Linked DNA regions of Ovis aries: region 1 is linked to region 2. The links are chromatin contacts, called in public Hi-C maps. All regions are on one chromosome and are shown on one strand. The core of a region is the stretch at or near the end of the contact, and the rest is flanking DNA. Distances in the headings are between cores, read along the strand shown. Region 1 overlaps PPP1R3B (protein phosphatase 1 regulatory subunit 3B). Region 2 overlaps ERI1 (exoribonuclease 1).

What was found. Hi-C and Micro-C count contacts between places; a contact is called where the count stands out from the background.
Region 1: a Hi-C map of liver shows a contact between it and region 2, with 5 times the contacts expected there. The contact joins two enhancer-like sites. A contact is called at or near these places in 6 of 16 Hi-C or Micro-C datasets (blood, hypothalamus, liver and 2 more).

What each region holds. Positions count from the first base shown.
Region 1 is chr26:24,317,623-24,324,412 of ARS-UI_Ramb_v3.0, reverse strand. It overlaps PPP1R3B (protein phosphatase 1 regulatory subunit 3B), which reads left to right. Exons shown (of 2, transcript XM_012105852.4): 2 at 1-621. Among named protein-coding and RNA genes, the nearest start is that of PPP1R3B, 14 kb to the left of the region's middle. Within about 2 kb of position 1,887, at least 2 of the 54 cell types and tissues checked have an H3K27ac peak or open chromatin away from gene starts, as enhancers often do. A contact at or near this core is called in liver, where this site is marked.
Region 2 is chr26:24,213,575-24,220,554 of ARS-UI_Ramb_v3.0, reverse strand. It overlaps ERI1 (exoribonuclease 1), which reads right to left. Exons shown (of 7, transcript XM_004021747.5): 4 at 3,559-3,642; 5 at 2,115-2,224. Among named protein-coding and RNA genes, the nearest start is that of ERI1, 11 kb to the right of the region's middle. Within about 2 kb of position 5,039, at least 5 of the 54 cell types and tissues checked have an H3K27ac peak or open chromatin away from gene starts, as enhancers often do. A contact at or near this core is called in liver, where this site is marked.

The DNA of each region.
Region 1 (6,790 bases), core at 638-3,137, 110 kb before region 2:
TGGACAGTGAGTGAAAACTTCGGTATCCTTCCATCAAAGCCCTCGACAGGATGTGATTTGCTAGAGAAAGCACCATGGCTTCTGCCCTGGGAGGTCCTGATGTTCCCGTCTTTCCTGAAATGACCACGGACATTGGGGCTCAGATGTTATACTTACAATGGGATCTCTCAGGTCATCTGAAGACACTTTGCCAGCGTATCTTCACTTCCTGAAGTGGGACACATCTGAACGGGAAGGGACAGACAGCCATGTGGACGGGCAGCTTTTCCTTGTTGGGGTTGTAAAGCATTGGAGTGCAAGTTGTAAAGCTGTGGATGCTTGTAGTCTTGTTTATCAGTTTCTAAAGTCAGCTGGACCTGTGAGGACTCCAAGAACACAGCCGTGGTGGTGGCAGTCCACTCTTCTATGTGAATGTAGAACCAGACTCAACTTCATTTTCATGCCTAAAAGTGCCTTGTCGAGAAAGTTCCACAGGTTTTTTTTAAAAAAAATACATATTTTTGTACAAAAAGGGGAAATGCACTTTAAAAATCACAAGAATGGATGCCTTGTGTGTGGTATAAGAGAGTGGTTTGTTTGGATCTCAAATGCAAAAATGTAATAAAGGTAGAAAACCCAAAATGGAAAGTGTCCTATTTTAAAACTGACTCTCTCAGAGTCAGAGACTGGGGAGGAACATTTTTAATCAGTGTGTTTCCACATATAGAAAGCCAGTTTCCAAAAGGGCTAAGACACAATCAGTGGCTAAGCTGAAAAGCTGGAAGATGCAGAGAAAGGAGTAATTGCTTTTTAAGCTGTTAAAGCAGCCAAGGCTGATTACAACTAAGAAAGTGATTGCCAGGGAAGAGACACAGGGGCCTGAGTTGTTATGAATCGTTTTTAATGATCTGAGGGCAGGTCTCTTCCTACCGTCTCACTTGCTCTTGAAGAGTATTTTTGGTTTAGTGTATACAACAGTGGGAAAACTAAAAAGCAGCTATCGTAACTTTGAACTGCTTAATCAGGCAGACTTTGCAACATGCAAACCACACAGCTCCCAGTGGGCCCCTGCCTCCATGGGGTGCAGGACATTCACCCTAAGTAAGAGTTCAGAGATGTTTTATTTCAAAGCTCAGAAGATGGGATACAGGCGATGTCAACTGCTGCCAGATGTTTCCTGCCAGTCAGTCTCAGCTACAGGGGAAAGGCAGTGGTGGTTCTGCCGTAGAAAGAGCATTTTCAGTCTTAAGCACCTGGTCAATAAGTGCCCAAAGCGAGCTACAAGTGTAACCATCTTTCTCAAGCCTGGCAAACACTCCCCACGTTTTGGCTTTCCAGAAATAAGGGGGAAAAAAGAACACTCGTTTTTATGAATGTCGACTTGAGATACAATGTGGTTTTCATAATCATTACATAATTCTCATTTGTGAGATGGACATTCAGGAGATGTCTAGAGTAAAAAGAAACAAGGAAAGAAAAAAAAAGCCAAACCACTTTTCTAGAGCAACATCCCCAGAGTAGCAAATAACCAGCTCTGTGAATAATTCAATGGAATATTTGTTGCTCATGGGCAAGGCCATTTCTAGGTACTGTTTCTGGTTGTTGTTGTTTTTTTTTTTTTTTTTGCTTCAGTTTTGGCCGTACTGGGTGCAGGGTCTGCTTTGCTGCATGCAGGCTTTCTCTATTGCAGTGATCCGGGGCTACCCTCTAGTTGCAGAGTCTGGGCTTCTCACTGCAGTGGCTTATTTTGTGGAGCATGGGCTCTAGGTGAGCAGGCTTCAGTAGTTGGGAAACATGAGCTTAGTTGCTCAGTGGCATCTTCTCGGACCAGGGATCAAACCTATGTCCCCTGCATTGGTAGGCGGGTTCTTATCCAGTGTGCCACCAGGGAGGTCATCTAGGTACTGTTTCTACTCAACCCTGTATGAGACAGTCATGTTTTAGGTGAGTCCTCTAGGAGCCATGGGAAGTGGTGGGTGGTGCTGCCAGGGGTATCAGCAGTGGGTAAGCCTGGCATCTGGCCTTGACCTTGCTGCCCCCTGTCAACTGCTCTAATGAAGGAGTTCTGAATATTTTTAGCAGGAATAAGGTAACCAGGGGCTCTGGCAGGGCCCTGAGTACTTCTTAGAGTTGGCCAACATGTTTGCTTTTAAAATGCTTCTAAATATAAACTTGTAAGACGTGCCACGTACACTTTGCATTCTTCATGAGGGTCACAGGAACAAGAGCATTCCAGACGACGGTGTGGACTTCAGAAAACCATCAGTGTTCATGCTGGAAGGGCTATCTGGGAGCTCTTTTTATGGATTAAGAGGCAAAGGCCCTTGGTGTGTTCCCAAGAGTCACAGAGCCGGTTGGTGACAAAGCTGAGGGGACTGCACATGAGAGACTTTTCTTTTTTCAAGAACTGTCCCCCAAAACTGGAGGCTCTCTCATGGAACCGAGACTAAAATGGCAATTCTGAAAAGAAGTTCCTCGTGCTAGAAAGATGTGATTCCCTGGGGAGGCATGAACACCTGCATCTTTTTTTTTTTTTTTTTTTTTGGCTGCACCCTGTGGCTTACAGAATCTTAGTTCTCTGACTAGGGATCAAACCCATGCCCCTCCTGCAGTGGAACTGCAGAGTCCTAGCCACTGGACAGCCAGGGAAGGCCCTGAACACACGCATCTTTATACACGAAGGGCTTATGGCAAGGACCACTGACCATGTGGAAGCATGAAGGTCAACATTAAAAGATTTGGGTATCCTGGGGCCCAGCTGGACAGCAGGGTGTGATTGATGGTAGGAAACCTCCAAAGGGCCCCATCTACCCCCGCATCTAAGGATTCAGAGCCCACACTGCCTTTCACCTGTGGCCCAGGACCCCCTAACCCTCAGTTCTTCCCCTGCCACATCACCCATTCCTGGAGAGGAAACAAGTAATCTCAACAGAGGTCTTCATCCTCATGGGGTTCTCCCGTAGGTGACACTCCCCAGAGACTTCCCCAGTATCAGACCCTGTGCCTGACTTGAGTTGAGACAAAGTAGGAAGAGGATGCATAATACTCACTCTTCTTTGGAGCCAAAGACAACAATGATCCAGGACCCTAGGCCTCTACACCAAATGCAAGATCAGGTGGCTAGATCAGGGCTTGGCAGCCTTTTCCTGTAAAGGGCCACATAGTCATTATATTAGGATTTGCACATCATGTTTACCTATGTCACATATTCTTTTTTTTTTTTTTTTTAATGTATTTAATAACCATTCTCAGCTGTGTGCCAAATGCAAACTGGCCAAGGGCTGTAGTTTGCTGACCCCGGTTGAAGAATCACATAGAGTGAGCCCTCAGAGGAGGCTTGCAGCCCCTCAGCTGAGGCCTGGAGTCAACTTTCTAGTTTGTTTGTTTAAACACCATATAATTTATGGTCTAAACTGGGATGCTTTTGAGAATGAATGGGGGTGCTCTGAATGACCCTGGAGCCCTCATGGAAACCAGCAGCTGGGCAAGCCCTCCTGTGTCAGGCCTGCCAGGCTCACCTATCCTAGACCTGAGGATCTCCTTAGACCTCGAGGAACTCTGAAAGCCCCAGCCATGGAATTTATGGAACTTCCCCGGCTGTGCAGTGATTAAGACTACTTGCTTCCAATGCAGGGGGTATGGGTTCAATCCCTAGTTAGGGAACCAAGATCTTGCATGCCACTAGGCCAAAAATAAATAAATAATAACTAAAAAATTTAAAAAGCCAGGAGAAACTATTTTTTAATGCCTTAAAAAAAACAAAACAGAAAAGAATGATTAAAAAAGAGAGAAAACCCCAGTGAGTCATGGGCCAGAATCAGCTCTGGCTGGATAGTGCTTTTGGGGAGATGGGTTATATCAGAGTGGTGATTTTGTCTGTGGTTTCAATGTGTTTTTGTTGGTTAGGTTTGTTTCCTAATGGTAGTGTTGATGGCCAAAAGCCCTCTGGAAACTTCAGCCAATTCACTCTTAAAAGCAGAGAATTTAAAAGGAAAGGGGTTATTAATGGTTTGGGCTTACATCCTATGTCTCTCCACCCCCACCCTGGGGCCCCAAAATAGGGCACGCACAGCCTAGCTCCCCAAAAAACACGTTCACTGTGGACTGAGACACAGGCTGAATCTCGCAGTATTCCAAGCCCCAGTCGCCAGAAAGTATTTACCACTGAAATGCTCCCAGGAATTTTGCAAACCACGGAGTCTCAGCTCATCTATCTCTGGCCCAGCGCATTCAAGAGGTCTTAAGCACCACAGAAGACCAAACAAGTAGAAATTCATCTCCAAAATGCTCTGGGCACAGACTCTGAAGATCCCCTCTCCCTTGCCAGGGGCCATCTTGGTGATGTGGACACACAGGCTCTTCACGTTTTGTCACCTCCTACAGCTGGCAGTCACCACCACCCAGTGCTGAAGGAAGGGTGGCAATGTGGAGAGGACCCTGGTATGAGTGCTGTGGGGACTTGGAAATGTCTTTATGAAGCCCCAATTCACCCAAGGGGGCGTTCAGCTTGCCCCAGTTCACTCCTTTTCAGGGAATGTGGACGCATCACATGTCACAACCTGCCCTGCAGGAAGAAAACGACCCCCCCCCCCCGCCCCCTCCTACTGGGCTCACTCCCACGGCCACCTCGTTCAGTGCCTTGGTGGACATCTTATCCCATTTGAATGTGGAATTAGCCAGGTGGCATTTTGCTGATCTTATCACACCATTTTATTACAATTTATTTTAGTATTAATTATTCACCATTCATCAATTGCCTATTGAAACAAACACTGAAATATCTGCCAGATATTTTCACAAATTCTGTTTTGCACACTGCTTTGCACATTCCTCATGCAAGAAGCATTTGTTAGTTTGAATTCTCCAGTCTCCAGTTGCTTTTCTTACCGACTGATCTGTGACCTCACTATCTTGGGTCCTCCGGACTTATGTTTCTTGTATGTTACCGCTCCAGTATTCTTGCCTGGATAATCCCATGGACAGAGGAGGCTGGCCAGTTACAGTCTGCAGGGTTGCAAAGAGTCAAACACGAACTGAAGTGACTTAGCATGTGTGTACATGTTATGTTACTAACTACTGCTACTACCCTCTCTCTCACACACACACACCTAGACTGCAAAGAAAAATCAATCAAAATGTATTTTCTCTGCAAGCATCCTTCTCCCACTGGTTCATTTTCCTACTTTGAAATGTGGAGTCTCTACCCCAGAGTTTCTGCAGGTGGTGTGTTCTGTCCCAGTGTTGCAGAGGCAACACAGAATGCGCCACATGGCAGTGGCTGCAGCAGGAGAGACAGAACGCCGCCAGGCACTGGTGCCTCCCCGCTACACAAAACCCTCCCCGCTATCTGCTCAGACTCCGCACTCTCTCCCCAGAAGGGGGATTTGAGACACTGGGTTCTGACTGCAACTTCAGCCCCAAGGAACTGTGAACCACTGGTGGTTCAAACGTTTTATGAAGCATTGGAATCTGTTCTTAAACCAAATCTTACAAGAACCCAATTTGCACAATAGACAGAGAGGGAGCTGCCCAAGGTAGATACCACAGGAAGGGATCAACAGCCCTCTTCCCCCACCCCAGATTCCTGAGACACTTCCTAACAGCCCTGAGCTTCTGAAATAGAAGTGAGGACCTTTGCCTTCAAGCCCAGAGTACACTGCCCCTGCTTCCTATACTAGTGAATGTGGGTCAAAGATACTCTGTAAAATAAAACAAAAGAGAGCTAATAAGAAAACCCTCTATGGAAGGAAAACACAATGATTTAACCTTATATTACGCAAAAGGACTTTGGTTATGTTACGGTTCTGTTATCAAGGTTAATTACCATCCATGTTTCACAAAAAAAATCATTGGCTTGTTCACACAGAACCGCATCTGACTTGCATATTATCATACCTGCATGTCTTACACTTAAATACAAAAAACAAACTGCTGAACATGGCAACTTCTATTCCTTACTAACAGTGCAATGTTCGACAAAATGACTGAGCGCTTCTGTGGGTAAGATTGTGATTGGGGCCAAGTACTCTGGCAGATATAGAAAGAAAAAGACACATCACTGTCACCAAGCTATTTATAATCTCTCCAATGGCTAGTCAAGTCTTTTCCCAAATTGTACCTCTTTTTACTCCATTTACTTGTATCAAACTAAGCCCAAAGAGAAGCCTAATGTTTCTTTATTTTAAATTAAGCTTTGTTATTTTGAGATAATTGTAGATTCACATGCAATTTTTTTTTGGCTTCATCTCATTTTTTAATAGAAGAAACATTTATTTCAAAGAATACAAATATAAATTAGATCTCTTGATATAGTTTTTTTTAATTTTTTTAACTTTATTTTAGTTTACAATACTGTATTGGTTTTGCCATACATTGACATGAATCCGCCACGGGTGTACATGTGTTCCCAAACATGAACCCCCCTCCCACCTCCCACCCCATATCATCTCTCTGGAGCATCCCCTTGCACCAGCCCGAAGCATCCTGTATCCTGTATCAAATGTAGACTGGCGATTTGTTTCTTACACGATAGTATACATGGTTCAGTGCCATTCTCCCAAATCATCCCACCTTCTCCCTCTCCCTCAGAGTCCAAAAGTCCGCTCTACACATCTGTGTCTCTTTTGCTATCTCGCATACAGGGTCATCATTACCATCTTTCTAAATTCCATATATATGTGTTAGTATACTGTATTGGTGTTTTTCTTTCTGGCTTACTTCACTCTGTATAATAGGCTCCAGTTTCATCCATCTCATTAGAACTGATTCAAATGTATTCTTTTTAATGGCTGAGTAATACTCCATTGTGTAT
Region 2 (6,980 bases), core at 3,790-6,289:
AACATCCTCTGAGGTGACTTCCACAGACCCCAGGCTGCTTGCCTGGACTGTCCAAACTATTTCTGGAGGTATATCAATTACTGTTTTGTTAGTCCTCTGGTTACAAAATTGCACAGATTTTGAACAATCTGTCCCAGAATGCTAGGTTTTTATCGAACTGCACACACCATGTTATAACAGAGACACCTGTGTAATTAAGCAGGGACACTCCTCATTTATCCTGAAAATCAGTAATAGATTTCTAAAGAGGCTCATCAATGTTTTTCACAAATTTCCACTTTTAATCCCTGTTTTAATTGCTCTCATCTCCATACTTTCCATGTAGCTAATGCTTATGAAGCATAGTTTCAAGCTCAGCACTATAGTAAGCAATATGGAAGATTCTCAAGTTGCAAAACCTCTTGCTCTGAAAGGATTGTTAATTTCCTTGCAAACATAAATCTTACACACATAAAGTTTAGATATCAGAATATTAATCAGATGCCAACATGAATGGTACCTATTGCAGAGGCTGTAAGACTTCAACAGAGACATCAGCATGAGTTATAATGTCTGGAGTAAAACATGAGGTAGGCTTTGAGTAATAAAGAGGTAAACAGTGAAGGAAGGGAACCTTCCAGCAGAGAGGAAAGTTGCATGCATACACTGAGGAAGGATAAAACCCTGTGATTCATGTGTCAGCCTGACTGGAGTGAAAAAGAGAAACAGCAGAAGGATTAGGCTACACAGGTAGGGTGGGATTAGATGAGAGCCTTGAAAGCCAGACTGAAGAGTTTGGACTTTTTTGAGCAAGAAGTGTAGTGATAAAAACAATAAAATCATTTAGATTTTGCATATTAATATTTAATCTTCTTCTAGTCCTGGATCAGACTGTTATTTCTTTTGCTCCTCTCTTTGACCCCTCAGTTCAGTTCAGTTGCTCAGTTGTGTCCGACTCTTTGCAACCCCATGAACTGCAGCACGCCAAGCTTCCCTGTCCATCACCAACTCCCGGAGTTCACCCAAACTCATGTCCATTGAGTCGGTGATGCCATCCAGCCATCTCATCCTCTGTCGTCCCCTTCTCCTCCTGCCCCCAATCCCTCCCAGCATCAGGGTCTTTTCCAATGAGGTGGCCAAAGTACTGGAGTTTCAATTTTAGCATCAGTCCTTCCAATGAACACCCTGGACTGATGTCCTTTAGGATGGACTGGTTGGATCTCCTTGCAGTCCAAGGGACTCTCAAGAGTCTTCTCCAACACCACAGTTCAAAAGCATCAATTCTTCTGCACTCAGCTTTCTTCACAGTCCAACCCTGACATCCATACATGACCACAGGAAAAACCATAGCCTTGACTAGACGGACCTTTGTTGGCAAAGTAATGTCTCTGCTTTTGAATATGCTATCTAGGTTGGTCATAACTTTCCTTCCAAGGAGTAAGCGTCATTTAATCTCATGGCTGCAATTACCATCTGCAGTGATTTTGGAGCCCCCCAAAATAAAGTCTGACACTGTTTCCCCATCTATTTCCCATGAAGTGATGGGACCAGATGCCATGATCTTCGTTTTCTGAATGTTGAGCATTAAGCCAACTTTTTCACTCTCCTCTTTCACTTTCATCAAGGGGTTTTTTAGCTCCTCTTCACTTTCTGCCATAAGGGTGGTGCCACCTGCATGTCTAAGGTGACTGATATTTCTCCCGGCAATCTTGATTCCAGCTTGTGCTTCTTCCAGCCCAGCGTTTCTCATGATGTACTCTGCATATTAAATAAGCAGGGTGACAATATACAGCCTTGACGTACTCCTTTTCCTATTTGGAACCAGTCTGTTGTTCCATGTCCAGTTCTAACTGTTGCTTCCTGACCTGCATATAGGTTTCTCAAGAGGAGGTTAGGTGGTCTGGTATTCCCATCTCTTTCAGAATTTTCCAGTTTACTGTGATCCATAGAGTCAAAAGCTTTCACCCCTAGGACTTAAAAATTTAACTAAGGATAAGGATATGAGAGGAAAATTATTGTCTGCTGTGGGGGGTCCTTCAGGAAATAATATTTTCTGTGGTTATTCTAAAAGTTAGATGAATAAGGATATCTTTAATCTTAAAAAGCAGATTAAGATAAATTTCCTAAATACTTACCCATCTGTTAATATGGAATATTTATACTTTGTCCCTAATTCCTTCAGTTTCATCCAGTCAATGACTTTTTTCAGTACCTGAGGGAAGGTATCGGCTTTGTCTACTTGATCCTGAGGATATGAATGTATAATACATAAAAATCACGGCAGTTACATGCAGTCCTACAAAATACTCAGCATACAAACACTGGAGGGACATGAAAGAGCAAGACACAGTCTTATCTATGATGTTTTGAACTCTGTGGTTTCTTAGGCTAAGATTCACTGAAAATTCCAATTGTAAGACGATTAAAAATTGTTTATAGCCAAATATTAGGAACTGCTTTCAACTGAAGTATATAATCGTCCCAAAATGAAGATTTAAGATCATCCACAGGCATTCTCTTTTTTCAGGCCTCAACCTAGTGGCTTCCTGATTCTCCAGAGGGGAGAAAAGGGCAATCTCTTCTTAGCTGAAAGCCCTGGCCCTCTACAGTATCTCTGCATCTCAAAGTTCACATCTTTCCAAAACATACTATATCCATCTTCCTAAGATGTAAATCATCCATCATATCACTTTCATACTTAAAATCCTCCAAACACTCCCCAAGGCTTTCCAGACAAAAAGGACACATAAGACCCTTCGTGATATAGCTCATCTCTATTACTTCAGCTTTATTTGTGACCATTTTCTCATCAGCCCATAAGATACCTGAACCATCCTGAACCACTTAAAAGTTCTGTCCTTCACACCTGAAATGCCCAGTCATTCTTTTACGTCTGTTTACCCATCATGACTCTGCCCAAGCTCACCAACTTGAGTTTTGCCCAGGACAGTCCTCCATTCCCTTTGTCAGAGAAAGGTCTTTCTACGGGGGCCCATGACACCCTGAGGAAACACTGACTGTCAGTAATCCTAACCATACTGTGACCACTGTTTTTTTTGTGTCAGTCCCCCCAACCTACAATTGCTAAGTGAGCTGAGGAGAGAGACTATCCTGACTATTTCTGTATCCCTTGTAGCTCGGCAGATATTACAGCACACCCTCAAATATTTGCTGAACAAATGAATACAGCAACTAAGTAAATGGACAAAGGGCCTGCCACATTAGAATACAACCAAAAATCAGAGACCTAAAAAAAATTACACTATATATAAAATCAGGTTGTAAACAGATATATTTTAAAACTTCATCCCCAAGTGCAGCATGGTAACTTAACTCTTTCTTCACTAATGCTCCAAACAAATGAAATGCTTAGATTCATCATTACAACACTTTAAAAGGAAAGGCTGAAAAATATCTTATCAGGTATAAAATGTGCTTTCCTAAGTATTACAAAGCAAAAGATCTTTACCAAGAAAGGAAAGTCTCACATTTAATTGTTTACAACAATAATTTTATGAAATAAATCCCTAATTTCAAAACTTCCTTCAAACTCTAGAAAAAGGAACACAGAGTGATAACCTGAGTAATTCCAGTTAGATTGATGCAGAAGTCAGAAAGTTGGGTGTTAATCTCTGGTCTCACATACTGCTGAAACGTATCTTCCTACAAGAGAAGGACAGCAAACTGAAGTATTTCTATGACTTAAGATACATGAAATAATATATGACAACATCAGCCACACTGGGTTGTAACCTTACAGGTGGTTAAGGCAGAGACTACAGTTTTAACAATTTAAGGATAATGTCCTATTCCCAAATTACTCTAATTTTTTAATTAAAAAATTATGTTTCACACTTTACAAACGTTTAAGATAGAACAAGTATCTGAAGTCTTCAAACCAAACTTTAACCAGAGGAGCAAAATGCTGATGATTTTGCTTATAATGTTTTGGAAATGTAAAGCCTATTAATGCAACCTCCAGTTGAAGATATTAAGAGCTTTTTAAATAACAGAAAGTATGTTTAAGAAATGCCAGTTTTCAGTTACAATTAGTTCAGATTCCTGCTCTCATTCACTCCTAATTAGATCTTATTTTTATATTAAGATTTCATTAAGCTGAATTCTGAGTAATCAAAATTTAACAATATGGCATGTAGCAGTTTAAAGAGTGGTAATTAATAGCACTAATTATTTTAGCAATGTTTAACCTCTTGAAGTTTTCAGGTTTGCATTCTTATTTTGTGCTCACAACAACTCTGTGAACTCAGTAAGGACAGAACTGTTATTATCAGGCTCAGATCTAAGTGCTTCTTCCTTTAGCCCAATGCTGCTTCCCTAAACCAGATCACACTAAGTCACTTGCTCAAATTAAGGACAATTTCAAAGTCTTTTAAAGATTTATTGGCAGCAATTATTAATACTAGCTAGCTACGAAGGAAAAGATAAAGAAAATTCCTTATAATAGAAGATTAAAAATTTAAGAAAAAATAGTGCTTACAAAATTCTTTTTACACATTTGTTTATTAAGCAGATGAATTATCAATAGTTAATAATTGTAAAAGAGTAAAAGAACAGCAAAGAACATTTGAACTTCTAAAGTTAAGAGACATCCTTTACTTATCAGACATATTTCAAAAGAAAAAATTCTACTTCTTGGATTTCTTAGATAAATGAAGTCTATCCTTTTAAGTATCAGGATTTTATTTCATAATTTTATATGAAAATCTTAAAAAAATGCAATATCTTACCATTACAAGCTGGTATTATTTAACATTTGTAACAGAATGATGCCATAGAACTAACTATGCATTCACTGACCAAATACTGAATAATTACTTAAATACATTACATAGTAAGTTAAAAGGTGATGAAGGTTCTTAAAAAGTTAAGAGTAGATAAGAGGGATCAGAAACACTGGTGTCTGGGGGTGTTCAGACTGAACAGAGAACCAGTTAGTCTTTATTTAGAAGGCAAGAGTTAAGGAAGGCCTGGAAGGATGGGCGGGAGGAAGGAAATTAGCAGGAAGATCTCTGGAGGAAAGGAATTTGAGCTAAAGCTCTGGGAGGTGAGGGGGTGGAGCATGCCTGGCATTTCTGAGAAGCAGCAAGCAGGTCAACATGCTGTAATCAGAGGTAACTAGAGGCCAGATTGTAAAAGGAATATCACTTTTATTCTGAGTTAAATGGGGAGCCATAAAAGGGTTGTGATCAGAGGAATGAAACTATATATTTTATAAGGAGCACTCTGGTCACTAAAGGGGCTTCTCTCATAGCTCAGCTGGTAAAGAATCCGCCTGCAATGCAGGAGACCTAGGTTTGATCCCTGGGTTGGGAAGACTCCCTGGAGAAGGGAAAGGCTACCCACCCCAGTATTCCAGCCTGGAGAATTCCAAGGACTGTATAGTCCATGGGGTTGCAAAGAGTCAGACACGACTGAGCAACTTTCACTTTCACTGGTCACTAAACTGAGAACTGGCTGCAGGGAACAAGAACACAAGGGAAGCCCAAGTATACTGGAGTAGGTAGCCTATCCCTTCTGCAGATCTTCCTGACCCAGGAATTGAATCGGGGTCTCCTGCATTGCAGGCAGATTCTTTACCAACTGAGCTATCAAGGAAAGCCCTTAGACAGAAACAGAGACTGGTTAAATGGTGAACAAATGCAGTAAACCCAGAGAAGAAATCAATGGGGCTCAAACTACAGTCATAGCAAGGCAGTTAAGTGGCTGGTTCTGGATACACACTGAAAGCAGAACAGACAAGAGCCGCTGATAGCCTAGGTGTGTGATGCGAAGAATAGGAGTCAAGGATGACGCCAACGTTTTGGCACTGAGCAAGCAGAAAGACTGAGTTGCCAGGCCCCAAGCCAGGGAAGGCTGAAGATAAAACAAGTTTACAGTAAATTCAGTCTGGGACACGTTAGGATGGCTGTTTAGATGTCTAAGTAGAGATGTTAAGTGACAGCCTGGATTTTGGATAGAGGATGAGGTTGGAGATATATATTCAGAAGATACCAGTTTCTACGGAATTTTTAAGAGCTATGGAACCAGATGATAGGTGAGTTCATTAACGGAGAAAGTATATACAGAGAAGAGGACCTGGGATTGAACCTATGTTATCCAATACTAGGAAGTTGGAAGAAGACGAAACAGCAAAGGAAATTGTGAAAGGGAACCCAGTGAGGCTGGCAAAAACGTAGGACAATGAGGGGTACTGGCAGTCTCCTGAAGAAAGTGTTTCAAGGAGAGAATGGTCAGTTCCACCAGGACTTAGGTAAAGGTCAAAGATGACACTGAGGAGTGATTTTAGTGGAGTGATGGGATGGAATACATAACTTACATCTACAAGTGCTGGGGATTTAAGAGAATGGGAGGAAACAGAGACAGACAAGTATATAACTTTTATAAAGAAATCTGCTGTAGAGGAACAAAGACACAGGGTAGTTGTCAGGGAAGTGGGATCAAGCTAAGGCTCTTTATGGTATGAAAAATGATGAGTCTGTATGTGATGGGATTGCAGCCATGAAATTAAAAAACACTTGCTCCTTGGAAGAAAAGCTATGACAAACCTAGGCAGCATATTAAAAGCAGAGACATCACTTTGCCAACAAAGGTCCTTACAGTCCTTTCCAGTAGTCATGTATGGATGTGAGAGTTGGACCATAAAGAAGGCAGAGCACTGAAGAATCTATCTTTTGGAACTGTGGTGCTAGACAAGACTCCTGAAAGTCCCCTGGACTGCAAGGAGATCAAACCAGTCAATTCTAAAGGAAATCAATACTGAATATTCATTGGAAGAACTGATGCTGAAGCTGAAGCTCCGATACTTTGAACACCTGATGCAAAGAACAAACTCATTGGAAAAGACCCTGATGCTGGGAAAGATTGAAGGCAGGAGGAGAAGGGGATGACAGAGGATGAGATGGTTGGATGGCATCACCAATTCAATGGACATGAGTTTGAGCAAACTCTGGGAGACAGTGAAGGACAGGAAGTCTGGTGTG